2 separate regions of the Rattus norvegicus genome follow, and region 1 is linked to region 2. The links are chromatin contacts, called in public Hi-C maps. All regions are on one chromosome and are shown on one strand. Each heading gives the region's core, a stretch centred on a gene start, on an enhancer-like site or on the middle of the called end of the contact. The rest is flanking DNA. Distances are from core to core; before and after follow the strand shown.

Region 1 (3,270 bases), core at 477-2,976, 390 kb before region 2:
AGATCTCAGTAGAGCCTGGGGAGGGAGAATGTCCTTCTGACAAAAGCAACAGACTCTCCTGGTTGGAGCACAGGGTTGGGCTGAAAGGACTGGAACCGGCTGGGTGAGAGGGAGCAATGAGAACCTTTGGAGCGGTGACCATTTGCATATTCAGTGGCTTGCTGGCTGTGCCAGGTGCTGAGCACAGAGGCTTAGGAGACACAGGTGGCCTCTTCAAGGCTCCTGAGATCGGGAGGGGGCGGTGGCAGCTGAGGCTAGGATCGCTGAACAAACAGATAGCACTGCATAATTGGGGAAGAATTCTTCGTGGCGTCCTAATAACACCTTTCTAGGCCTGTCTCATTGAACACCTCCGTAGTGCTACACGGAACAGCCTACCACTGATCCTTGCTCCGTTCCGCACGGCGAGTGTCTTCTCTGTAGACAGAAGAGAAGCTTGCAGGTGGTGAAGGCTGTGCAGTCTGTAATACTGCAGGCCTGGATTTGTACAGACATTGATCTCTGAAGATTGGGAATTATAAAAGCCGAGGAAAAGAACCCCGACAACTTGCTGAAAATGCTCTCTAGAAACGCCTTGGGTCTACTCTGGTCACTGGTGCTGAGGGACGCTCTGCGAGGGTTGAAGGTGACGTATGTCTATCTGCTCTTCCAAGAGAGCAGATCTTAACGCTTTGCTGAACAAATCTAGAGCCCAGCCACGCTCCACCATATCCCCATCTCCCTCAAAGCAAAGATTTCCAATTACTGCTCTGCAGAAAATGTCAAAAGCATTTATTCAACAACTCATGATCCCGAGGTTTGTAATTTTTCGTATGTTTTTACCCTTATCTGCCAGCACTTGAAAAAGACCAGCCTTTTCCTCTCAAGAGAGCTTAATTTGCAGAGCCGTGCAGTCTCCCTATTATGTTCTTATCGTCCTCTCCCTGTGGTAGGCAGAATGACAAGGATGACAAAAAAAGGAACCAAAAATATTTGAAGGCTTCCTGAAATCCATGGGATGACGCATCCAAAAAGCCAGAGGCTCCCGTTCTCCCAGTGACCTGGAATAAAACGGAGGGCAGTTGGCCTTAGCTCTTGAGGTCCACTCAGCAGGAGGTCCATAAGATCCAAATCCTGCATCCTGGGGCCCATGGAATTTCCTCTAGCGGCTTAATTGAAGGATTAACAGCTCTGGGGTTCTTAAGACGCAAAGAGGTTCTCTCTCCCAAGGAATGCTCAGACTAATACTATATTAAGTATTGGTATCCTAAGGGCTAGAGGCCAGGGAAGGTTGGGGTGGATGGTGGCTCTTCTCCAGTCTCCCTGGGCCTCCCCAGGCCCTGAAAAGGCAATAGACATTTTTCTCCGCTATGTGCTACTACGTGCTATGCAAAAGCAAATTAAGCCTCCTAGCTCTGGTTCTTCCACCTAGATGGCGCCCCAAGCCCTGCCTACATGGCAGCTCTGAGCCGCAGTCTCCCTGGATCGGTTCCTCCCAGGATCCCCAGGAAGCGGGCGCACCAGGACTGCTGTTTCCCTGGGAGAGCGGTCCTCCCGGCTCCGGGGCTTGCTCGGGGGGAATCCCCGCCCACCTTGTCATTCCTGCAGGGGAATCCCCGCCCCCTGGGCCTGTCACTCCGGGAAGGTAGTTCCCGCCCCTCGAATCCAGCAGAGGGAAGGAATCCCCGCCCATTCTGGAGGCTCGGAGCATCCCTGCGCTGCGCTGCGCTGCGCAGCGAGCAGCTCACTCCCAGCGCCAGTGCGTGCTGGCGGCGGGCAGTGGGACGCGGCGGGGCGGCTGCTGCGGGCGCCCTCCAAGCGCCCGACCGATCTCAAGACGCTCGGGATTGCGCCTACCGCGGCAACCGGCGAACCCCTGCGGCGCAGCTTCTCCGGGCAGGCGCGGCGGCGGCACCGGTGGTGGAAGGGGCGGCGGTAGCTGCGCGGGCACCGCCGGGCGGCGCCTGAGTCTGGACGCGCCAGGAGCGGCTCGAGCCTCCGCCGATCCACGAACAGGTGAAGAGACCTGGTGCTACGGTCGCCACGGGGGTGGGGCTTCGGGTGGGCTCTCGGGGTAGCGGAGCTCGTAACCCCAGGACGGTGTGCTCTGGAGAAAGTTCAGTGACAATCGGGTGCGGGAATCCCAGTCCAAGCAAAGCGGTGAGTGAGGGCACCCAAGTGGGATCCCACGTTGGGTGGCACAAACTCCTCTTCCTTCTGGTGGGAGGTAAGAGGGGCACAGTGGAGCAGAGAGGTTGGGCGGAGCGAGACAAGAGACAGGAATAACCGGAGGCTCATTGCCTGGGACGCCTAAATCGGGCCAAGAGTCCTTAACCTAGTGTGTTGGTTTGTCTCCCTACCTTAGCCACTGTTTTAAGGACCATCCTCCTGCGCTTCGTCTCTCGCTAATCCCCTACCCACTAAGAGGCGCGAGAAAGAGTCTGCATGAAGAGTAAGGGCATCTTTGGGGTTTTAATGTCATCTGCTAGGGAGATAAGGGATGTTCCAGTAGGAAAGTATTTCTTCCTGAAGTCCACTCCCCTTCAGCCCCCTGCCCGCCTTCCCCATGAAGCACAAGACTGAATTGGGGGGAGGGGGGCGGGACGAAGGATCTAGGACCCTGGACAGAAGTTTACCTGCTGCCTACCTTTGGCAGCCCTGCTCTATGCATAGATCTTGATAAGGAACACTGAAGTCACACCAGGTCTGGCATGTGCTGGTGGCAGACACTGGAAAGACAGACACCGGGGCATTCCAGAGTCCAGAGCATATACTGGGACTGGAGGTTGAGCATTGTGGAGGCCTAAGCTCGGTTTTGCCTCTTACACGTCTTTTGCTTGACAAGTCACGATGAGGCTCCTGCAGGTAAGTGATTGCGGAGTGACGAAAGAAAGTGAGCTCCTCTTGCAGACACACCCCTGAATCTTCAGGGCACTTCTCTGACTGGGGGGGGGGGTCTCCCACACTCATCTCTGCTCCCGGCTTGGGGGGGGGTAGGTCTCCACTGTTTCTACTGGGTCAGCTTTTTCTGGCCCGTGACTTCTGGGTGGGAGCCAGGTAGGTACATGCTGGCAGGTGTGGTGTGGGAGGGCTGCTTGTGAGGGTGGAATTAATATCTCAGAGCACACCCCTGGCTGTGGGTGGTTGTTCTGGCTACATGAATTTCTTCTTCCACTAGGATGAGCCAGGAACTGCTGCTACTATAAAAGCTACACCACGGTGTGAGCTTGTGCACCGTGTTTCGGGGTAGGAGTCATGGGGTGGTAGGTGTTAGGAGAGGAGAGTCGGAAC
Region 2 (3,046 bases), core at 406-2,905:
CCGTCAGGGCTGGGAGGGCATCATTTCATTCAGTGCCTCGGATCAAGAGTGGACGTGCTCTTCATCTGGAACGCCTAGCTGCACCCTCACCTCCCTCCTGCCACCTCTCCCAGCATCAGTCCTGGTGAGTAGGGACCAGAGGATAACACAAATGCCCCAGCGAAAATGATTTATGTATGTAGATTTATATAATTTTGTAAGTAAATGACAGTGCTTTTAGGTACATGCAGTGGAAGGCAGAGCTACGTATGTTACCTTGAAAAGGAAAATGAGACGTAAAGAAAATGAATTTATGACCTAATTGTTAGGCAGAGCTCAGGAATCACCCAACAGTGAAAAAGAAAAAGTGCTATTTTTTAATGAACGTAATGTATGATACGAACTAGGAAGTTCTGATGGTTTTCTGTTTCAGAGTGTAAGTCATAAGGCCGTTCCAGAGCGACAGTTCTGACGAGTTGCAATAAATCGCTGTGAGCTTCCCTTCCTGGGAGGAAGTTCTAGCCCGAAAGCACCTTGCATCTAGTTTTCAAACTTGAGTACATGGTCGAATTCAAGGCTGATCAACACAAAAACAGGCAAAGTTGTCAGCGTGTTTCTGTTTCCACACACATACATGCACCCCCACCACCACCACCACCACCACCACCCCCCCCACCGGAAAGGAATTTGAGAGTTCAATCCTTCGACTTGCAAACATAGGCATTCTGTGGTCCAGACTGAGGAGCATCCTCTCGGGGAAATTTTCTTGTTAGCTTTTCTCCTTTCCCCTCCAGACCTAAAGAAGCTGGACTACAGTCCAGCTCTCTTCCCTGACAGAGATCTGCGGTGGTTCAACTTCTTGCTATTTTGGTTTTTCCTGTTTTGCAAACTCTTCCTCTTGCTAAAACTAGGGTCCCACTGATCATTTTGACTCAAGCTGCTTGTAAAACTCCTCCGGCTTGGCTGCCGTGAACTTCTTCGAAGCCCTTCCTCCTCACAAGCTGGCTTTTCCTCCCTTTGCACTGACCATCATTTTCTTAAATTCCAAAGCCTCGCCAGCTTCCTTTACCAAACAAGGAAAATGGAAAAACAGGGTGAGTCATTCTCAAGGAAAAGGACTGCACAGTGTTCACCACCCTCTCCTCAGGTGGTGCCACCCAGTGCTGGGTCCTGGGGTCTTGGGTGGAAACCTCGTTTTCAAATCACGCATGCACAATGCTATGGTTTCGCCGCTCTGGTTAACAGCTGGGTCTAGGGGAAAGACGGCTGAGGTGCTTGAGCTGCTGTTGCCTTCGTACGTCATCATCTGAGCCCGATCCTGCTGGCCGCCTGCAGAGGACCCAAGAGAGGGCCCGTAGGCGGACGCGATATACCTGGCTCATTTTCAACAGGTCTCACAGAGAAAACTACAGTCCAGGAGTTAGCTAGGAAAACTGGCTTAGCATCTTCTTTTCCTTACAGTTACAAGTAGGATACTCTTAAGACGTCAGTGCAAGGTGCATGCTAGGTTGTCGTTTAAGTCTCAAGGGTCAGTTTTCTGCTTTCTTACTTGAATGATAATTTTAAGTCAGCACGGAAAACCATTTTTTTCTTTCCTTTTTGTTTGCCTCTACTCCCTTACAGTCATGCCTATTAAGTCCTTTGTGAACAGACAGGACTTCCGGGAGCAATGGCCTCTTTCCAAGTGTCCCCAGAGCTCCTATCTGAAGAGTACACGGAGGACTTGCTACACCATGTTAAGTCATCAAGCATTTGGCCTGGATCTTCCCAGCTAACTGGGAATGTAAGGGAAGAAGCAAGAGCTAGCCCTGTCTCTGACCCTGAGATAGAAAGCTATTTATTTGTGTTCAGTGTTCAAGGCATGACTAGTATTGCTGATTAGTCTAATAAATCCCCACACTTCCTGCAGTGAACACTAATGGTATTGTTCTAACCCTTTTTCTTTCTTTGTATGTGGTCAGTCACTCACAGTAAGCTATGAGGTAAAATGTGTTACACAAATCGTAGTTGTAAGACAATATCGTGAAGGCTCATGTAGGTTGGGTTTCATTCACACCCTCCCACACATATCGCATTACATTGTAGGGTTGACTTTAATTGGCACCACACTTGTACATTATACATTATTTATGTAAGATAAAATGCCTTATATATTAAAGAGTAAGTGCAATAAATATGAAATGGCCTGTACATTTTAAAAATGTTGCCAAGTTATGTAAATCCACCTCTCTGTAAACAATTTTTTAAATAATTTTCAAAAAATAAACACTGCTTACTACTTGGCTTTGCCTCGTTGTTATGCGATGAGTAATACCAAGGCTCTTTTTACTGTGCTGTTTATTCCGTATCACCTATACAGGTAAGAGGCAAGGGGAAGCAGCACACCTCTAACATGTCTCCATCTGGCTCTCACAGATCCCTGAGCACTTCTCACTACATCTTAACAACAATAGCAACTGCTGCTTTCTCCCATTTAAGCCTGATCCATTCACACTTCCTCTCACAACAGACAAGACACACACACTAGCTAGCTAGGCCTGGATCCTGGCCAGAGTCTTGGAACCTATGTCTGCTATTACTGACACATCCCACACCCACAATGAAGAATGCCACTATAAATCCCCGATTTCCAACTTCCACCCGACCCTCTTTGCCACTAAGCAATTATTTGCCAGGTTTTCCTCTCATTGTTCACGAAAGTTTTCTCTTCCTCAGAGAAAAGCCTATGTTCCTCCTCATACTTGCTCTGGGGTCCTGCTTCACAGGGTAAAATAAAAACCATCTTCTCTATTAAGGCTCTGAAGAGACAAATACTACAAAAGAGGCGAGAATATACATTCTCGGGGCTGGAGAGATGGCTCAGTGGTTAAGGGAACTGACTGCTCTTCCAGAGGTCCTAGTTTAATTCCCAGCAGCCACCGCTCTGGAGCACACCCATACTTCAAGGTAGCCTGAGGTACTGCGCTCCTGTCTCCAAAAGAACAAAACTACAGCTGTTAATCCCAGCACTCGGAGGCAGAGGCAGGTGGATCTCTGAGTTCAAGGCCAGCCTGGATTACAGAGCTAG

What was found. A called contact is a pair of places that touch in the nucleus more often than the background predicts.
Region 1: a Hi-C map of Schwann cells shows a contact between it and region 2, with 5 times the contacts expected there. The contact joins the promoter of Pdzd2 here to the enhancer-like site in region 2. A contact is called at or near these places in 3 of 12 Hi-C or Micro-C datasets (Schwann cells, frontal cortex and psoas muscle).

The regions. Positions count from the first base shown.
Region 1 is chr2:63,495,934-63,499,203 of GRCr8, reverse strand. Pdzd2 (PDZ domain containing 2) reads left to right here and starts at 1,726. Exons shown (of 24, transcript NM_022940.2): 1 at 1,726-1,995.
Region 2 is chr2:63,110,865-63,113,910 of GRCr8, reverse strand. It overlaps Pdzd2 (PDZ domain containing 2), which reads left to right. Exons shown (of 24, transcript NM_022940.2): 24 at 1-2,261. Among named protein-coding and RNA genes, the nearest start is that of Golph3, 37 kb to the right of the region's middle. Within about 2 kb of position 1,655, at least 23 of the 93 cell types and tissues checked have an H3K27ac peak or open chromatin away from gene starts, as enhancers often do. A contact at or near this core is called in Schwann cells, where this site is marked.